2 separate regions of the Zea mays genome follow, and region 2 is linked to region 1. A link is a contact called in public Hi-C data. All regions are on one chromosome and are shown on one strand. The core of a region is the stretch at or near the end of the contact, and the rest is flanking DNA. Distances in the headings are between cores, read along the strand shown.

The links. Hi-C and Micro-C count contacts between places; a contact is called where the count stands out from the background.
Region 2: a contact with region 1 is called in a Hi-C map of root tip, with 2.9 times the contacts expected there. The contact joins the promoter of LOC100383787 here to the promoter of LOC103628269 in region 1. A contact is called at or near these places in 3 of 25 Hi-C or Micro-C datasets (leaf, root tip and tassel).

Annotation. Positions count from the first base shown.
Region 1 is chr5:72,786,016-72,789,300 of Zm-B73-REFERENCE-NAM-5.0, forward strand. LOC103628269 reads left to right here and starts at 1,624. Exons shown (of 2, transcript XM_035959075.1): 1 at 1,624-2,695; 2 at 3,029-3,199. The coding sequence starts at 1,624. The coding sequence ends at 3,180. LOC100194308 (pentatricopeptide repeat smr4) reads right to left here and starts at 1,541. Exons shown (of 2, transcript NM_001139346.1): 1 at 1,208-1,541; 2 at 1-1,087. The coding sequence starts at 1,477. LOC103626542 (serine/threonine-protein kinase STY46) reads right to left here. Exons shown (of 16, transcript NM_001398826.1): 16 at 2,963-3,285.
Region 2 is chr5:72,916,439-72,919,723 of Zm-B73-REFERENCE-NAM-5.0, forward strand. LOC100383787 (Glutamate--tRNA ligase chloroplastic/mitochondrial) reads right to left here and starts at 1,815. Exons shown (of 12, transcript NM_001176422.2): 1 at 1,269-1,815; 2 at 705-826; 3 at 234-416; 4 at 7-125. The coding sequence starts at 1,617.

The sequences.
Region 1 (3,285 bases), core at 374-2,873:
CAGGCACCGGCAAGCTGGCCAGCCACTGCTCCACCCGGTCTCGCTTCGCCACGAGCCGCCCTCTGTTTCTCGCCGACAGCTTCAGGGGACTCCCCATCCGTCCCAGCACCTCCTGCGCCAGCTCCCGCACTCTGGACTCGCCTCGGACGTCACTGTGCTTCCCAACGCCGCACACCACCGACACCTCCAACGGCAACGCGCGGGCGCGGCCCCTCACCGCGTCCACCCACTGCAGCACCAGCACGTAGGCTGCAACCGTGCTGAACCCGTGCAGGTTCAGCTTCGCCTCGGCCTCCGACCACTCCATCGCCCTGTCCAGAACCGACGCCGACGACGCCAGGAGCTCCCGCACCACCTCCACTTCCGCTGCCGGTGCCGGTGTTGTCGACGCAGACCTGAGCCACCCGACCAGCCCGGCCGTCGACAGCGGAAGCTCAGGGCCCAGCTCCCGCACCACCGAAGCGAGCGACGGACACGAGTTGAGCACCAAGTTGTAGCCTTTCGCGGTCACCGCGACGCGCAGCTTCCGCATCCTCTTCAGCCACGCCAGAGTCCTGGCGTGGTCGCGGCAGGCGCTGTAGCACGACAGCACGGCATCCGCCGCGCCGGCGCCGAGGCGGATGCCGCCGGCGTCCGCCATGGACGCGATGACCCGCTCCATGTCGGCCGGTGAGCCGGCCCTGCCGTAGCACCTCGCGACGGCCCCGAACTGGGCCGCCTCGGGCCGGTGCCCTCGCGAGACCATCTCCCTGAGCGCTGCCTCGGCCTCGGCCGGCATGCCCAGCAGGCACAGGGACTTGACCATCGCCGCGTAGGCCTTGCGCCCGGAGAGCGGCGGCATGGACCGTAGCTCCATGTGGAACTCCGTCGCCCGGTCCTTGAGCCCGCGCGAGGAGAACGCCGCTATGAGGTCGCAGTAGAAGAGGGCTACCTCGTCGGTCGACTGCTGGAGGTGCTGCGAGACGGAGTCGGCGATCAGGGACCTGGATTCTCCGGCGCGTCCGTTGGCTTCGAGCAAGGCGGCGACTGCAGCTGCGTGGATCGAGCTCCATTTGAACCACCGTGCCTGTGTGACCGCCTCGTAGAACTGCAACAGGAATAGAACAGAGGTTACCGGCTGATGATAAGGAATCAGGTGATGGTTTTCTGTTTCTTGGTACGGCTACCTCCTCCTCCGGGAGAGGTGAGACTGTGAGAGGGGGCGCACCGGGATGGCGAGGGGGTCGGAGTCCATGAGTAGCCTGGAGAGCGCGGCGAGCGCGGCGCGCTCCGACTTGGTGCCGACGTAGCTGCGGATGACGCGCTCGGTCGCGCCCGCTGTCACTGTGCGCTCCAGCTCCGACATGAGCCGCCGCTCGCTCCGCCAGCTAGACCCGCCGCCCGACGCGACCCGGCGCAGCGAGGACGAGACCACGGGGGAGAACCTCCGCCGCCGGGCAGCCGCGGGCGGCGCCCAAAGGGACGCCACCGCTGGCATCGCTGCTTGGGCTGGCCTGTGATGTGCTGAGCTTTCGAGCTGATGCCTGGTAGATGTGGATGAGGTGAGACCGTGAGACCGTGAGAGATGACACGATGTGCCCTTTTTTTATCCATATCATCACGCCTATGACGAGACTTGTGTGACGAGCGGGTAGTTCCCTCTGTGCGCTGCGGAGGCTCATCACTCCCCAGTCCCCACCAGAGACCCTGCCTCGGCTGCCGACCGCCGCGGCAGGCGACGATGCTGGCCCCGACCGCTGCCGGACCCTGCCTCTCCTCCCCGGCTCCGCCGACACCCACGTCCACGACGGCGCCTCCTCACCTCATCCGCCTCCCTCCCCTCACCACCCACCACCGCGCGCGCGCCGGTGCCGGTGCCGCGCCAGGCCGGCGAGAGCGGGACCGGCGCCCACGCCTCCTCCTGCGCCGGCGCCGTCGTCTCGGCCGGCGAGGGACCGCGTGATCGAGTTCGGCAAGTACAGGGGCCAGATGCTGGGCACGCTGCCGCCGTCGTACCTCCGGTGGGTCGCGGCCGAGCTCGACTACGGGGACACCGCGCCCTGGGCAGGCCTCGCGCGCGCCGTCCTCGACGACCCCGTGTACGTCGACCGCGTCGAGTGGGAGCACGCGCACCGCTTCCTCCGCGGCGACGCCGACGGCTACGACTACGCCTACGACGCCGACGGCGACGGGCCGCTCCAGGAGATGGCCGAGCGCTTCGGGTGGGACCTCTCCGACGAGGAAGGGTGGGGCCGCCTCGACCTCCGCCTCCTCGGCACATCCTACGGCGGCCGCATTCCAAGGAAGGGCGCCCGGACGAAGCAAAGCAACAGCAATAGCAACAGCTCCCCCGGCGGCGCCAAGAAGGGCGGCTCCCTGTTCGGCGCCGCCGCCGGGGCTGACCCGGGCGGCGCCGTGGGGAAGCGCGACAAGAGGAGGGAGCGGGTGCGGACGAGGAGGGAGGAGCAGGTGAGGACGGCCAAGATGGACATGCTCGGGGTGCATGCTGGCGTGGCGGACGGCGGCGTCCTGGGATCGTCGTCGGCCAGGAAGCAGGCTCAGATCAGGATGGCCAGCAAGGAGATTCTGGGGCTGGGCCAGAGTAGCCGCGCCGGCGAGACGCTCGACGAGAAGAGGACGCCGGGGAAAGGCGGAAAGGGCGCCAATCCTTTCCCCGGCCGTCAAGCATTCCTCGACAAGGTCAGGAAGCTCAAAGGTGATGACTGATGAATGATAGCTAGATACAGTAGCTAGCTCGAATTTGTAGTTGGACATGTAATTTTTTTTGTCGAATCTTTGATTTGCTGAGGTTTGGGGTATTATTATTCAGCGAAAGGCGATTTGATGATGATGGTCAGTCGGTTTACAATCCTGTTTTACTCGAGATTGTGCCAGAAGTCAAAATGCATCATTCGTTTGATTAAAAGTTCGCTGAAATAGTCATTTCAAGAAGACGCTTCTGTACAAGTAGTCAACTGCATCAGTAAATTCATCTCATCTATGATAAATCTCCGAGTTAACTGACACGAAGCGCGCTGTTTCTCACCAGCAGGAATTTATTTCAGCACACTTCAATCTATGCCAGTCGTTAGAACATCCAACAAATATCATCTACGATTACATGAGGGCAAAGCAACAAAACAAAAGGGCAAATTGAGCCAAAAAGAGAGAGACAACTGCAATTACACGAGAAAATCGTGACTGTACAACTACAGCGCACTATTCAACTTGCATCAGAACTTCAGAATCATGCTGTGATTGTGATTACAGCGTGCATCAATCACCAACATTACATTGGAGTAAACT
Region 2 (3,285 bases), core at 565-3,064, 130 kb after region 1:
TATTACCTGATAACATGAGATATTTGCATGGTAGCGTCGTCAACTGTCACACAAAAGTTATACACAGGCTGTCCATTGCTTCTCATAATCACGAAATCACCAAGCGTGTCTAAGTTCCAACTGACCTTTATGAAACTATCCGCTAATTAGTGCGTGTGATCGCTTTTGACGATACACAATTATCAACATACGTAGGTAGCCTGAAGCTTATGTTCTAGACTTTGACTCATTACCTCACCACGAATTAAGTCACTAATTTTCAAAGACCCTTCCTTTGGCACACGGAAGCGGTAAGTGTAAGGTGTCCCTTTCTCTAACTCCTGTTGTACTTCTGCATCTGAAGCACTTGCCCACTTCCCCATATACACAGGAGGAAGTTGTCTCTGCTTTGCGACTTCCTTCATTTGCTCGAGTTCCTGAAGAAATGGCAACAACTGTCAAACTGGACAACATAAGGATACTGTCAAATGACTCCAAAACTAGTCATTCAAGATCGTGAATTACGATAGAATCGGCTGCGATGAATTTTCTGTAAAACCAAACGGGTCAGATACTTTTACTAAAAAGGCAAAAAGCTTCTAGAACTCTGCATAAAGGGAATGAATAGCACATGTGCATGTGAAACTGGGATTGTTGAAACCCGACTGCACTTGTCACTTGATAACACACGGCATCATGCAAATTATGCGAGGGAAGAACAATACCTCGCTGGAGCAAAAGCAGCGGTAAACCGCACCAGAGTCCAAAAGCTTCTCAGCATACTGTTTGTACAGTGAGTTCCGCTCTGACTGGCGATAAGGCCCAAAATCCCCACCGACATCGGGACCTAGCCAAATATGGACGTAGACCAATTATTTCTGCTATAGTCGTATAGATAGCAGTATAGCACGCTCTACAATGATCTGATGAAACTGAATATTCATCGCAATGCTTGTACATAGATTAGCTCTTTTGCAGGTGCACGGAAACACAGCAGTCAACAGAAAAGTTAGCAAACAATTATGTTTTTTGACATCTCCTACCGATTTACCTGCACCTAAAGCCGAGCCGCCGTATTATGTGCGAGTGGCATCCAGTTTTCGCGATAAGAGCATAACAGTTGCAAGATGAGAGGCTAGATCTATGAAGCAGTAGTGATCAAGTCAAAGGCGGCAAGCAGCAGCAACGGCTGGACTGCAAGGTCAGAAATGTACGGGCCACAATGATAGGCCGTCGACGAGATGACACCCAATTCAGAGTGGTGAGAGAGAGAGAGAGAGAGAGCGCACCTTCGTCCCAGTCTAGACCGAGCCAGGCGAGGTCGGCGAGGACGGCCTCCTCGGACTTCCTGGTGGAGCGCTCGAGGTCGGTGTCCTCGACGCGGAGCACGAAGCGGCCCCCCTTGGAGCGCGCGAAGAGGTAGTTGAAGAGCGCGGTGCGGGCGCCGCCGACGTGGAGGTTGCCGGTGGGCGACGGCGCGAAGCGGACGCGGACGGGGGCGGGGCTGCCGTCGGCGCCGGAGGCGCGGACGGAGAAGCTCCGGCGGAGGTGGAGGTGGCGGAAGGGGCGCGCGGGCGCGTCCGGTAGGAGGCGCATGCGCAGCCACGGCGACCCCGTCAGCAGTGCGCTCGCCGCCATGTCTTCCCTTTTTGAGGATTGCGACGAAATGGGAGAGGATGATGGATAGGATCATAGGACTATAGTCTATAGGACGGTCAGACGGTGGGGTGGGGGGTGTTGGGGGCCCAAACGAGACGGCGAGCGGGATAGCCAAGCTACTGACACAAAGGGCTCACATGGCAGAAGGTAGGATATGGTTAAAGGTGTACATTCGCGTCACTCGGCCGGGTCTAGCCCAAATCCAAAAAAATCCGTATTATTTGAATTTCGTGTTGGCTCGGTCCGTTTGAATTTCGGATCGTGTCGGGCTGGCCCACGGGCCTAGCCCACGGTCCGGCCCGTAATTGCTTAAACGTACCGACCTCATTTCGGGCGGTCTGAAATTATAAAAGCACGAAATTCACATTAGGGCCCGAAATTCAAAACAAATTTAATAAAACAAATAAAAGATAAGACAAATAAATTTGACCAAAAGCAAACTTAATATTTGTATTAAGTTATTAGAGCTATGCAATGACTACCTCGTTTACAAATCATTTTGTTAGAAAGAAAAAGAGTACAATCAGCTATATATAAAGTTCGTAAGTTCAGTTCATTATCTAATGTTCATAACAAAAATAAAATTATATCACATACTCTAATTTAAAGCTACAAAAAACATCTAACTAACATTATCTCTAGCATTGTGTTCTTTATCAAGTACATGAAAGTGTGGAATGAAGTGCGATTTTAATAAATATATGGGTCTTTTTGTGCCTCTATATGGGCCATTTCGTGCTTGCCTTAAACGGGTCGTGCTCGTGCCCGCCCATGGGCCGCGACCTCGGCCCAAACCCGGCCCAGCACTAAAATATTTTGTGTCGTGTCGTGCCTGGGCTGTGCTTTTTTCGTGCTTCGGGCCGGCCCATTAGGCCTGGCCCAAATGTACACCTATAGATATGCTTTTGTCACAGAAATCTGAATGACGTTCGACTGACATGTGGGCTCCAGCGGCTAAAGGGAAGAGAGAGGAAGGAACAAATCTATTACTACTCATTAAGAGCACAACGAGGGCGTCCACAAGCATCATCGTGCCCCCCGCCCCCATCTCCCGAAGCCGTCAGCGACCGCTGTCCTGCTTCCCTCGCCCCGCACAGAAGCCGTTCGCGACCGCTGCCCTGCACCGCGTCCACAGTGACAGGGATCCGAGAACACCCCCGTGGCATGTCCGGGATTCAAGGCCTCCCCCCCGGCGATGCCCGGATCCGCGACCGCCGCAGTCCAACCCCGTCCTCCGTCACCGTGACCCCGCCCTCATTCGACATCGGCACCCCCTCCCCCAGACCACTGCCGGATTCCATCGTAGGAGCTCCTCGCTCGTGCCCGCTTTTTCACCGGCGACTCGGGGAGGCCATGCCCCCTTCATCGTGTCCTGCCTTTTGGCCGCCGAGCCACCCCTCACTCCCCCTCGTCGCCTCTTCGACCCGGCCGCGTCCCGCCTCAGCTGATGGGTGGGTGGGACGGCGAGGTCGTGGTGTACGCTCACTGCGCAGGAGCTGGTGCTGCGATTAGCTCCTTGACAGTTCCGCCCACACCTGCGTGTACTCCGCCTCGCCGCATCCTGCCGCTCTACGCCGACATCGACACCAACAAGGTGTGTGGCCTCGGCCCCGGCGAACGCATCGGCAGTGTACCGAGGCACCTCCC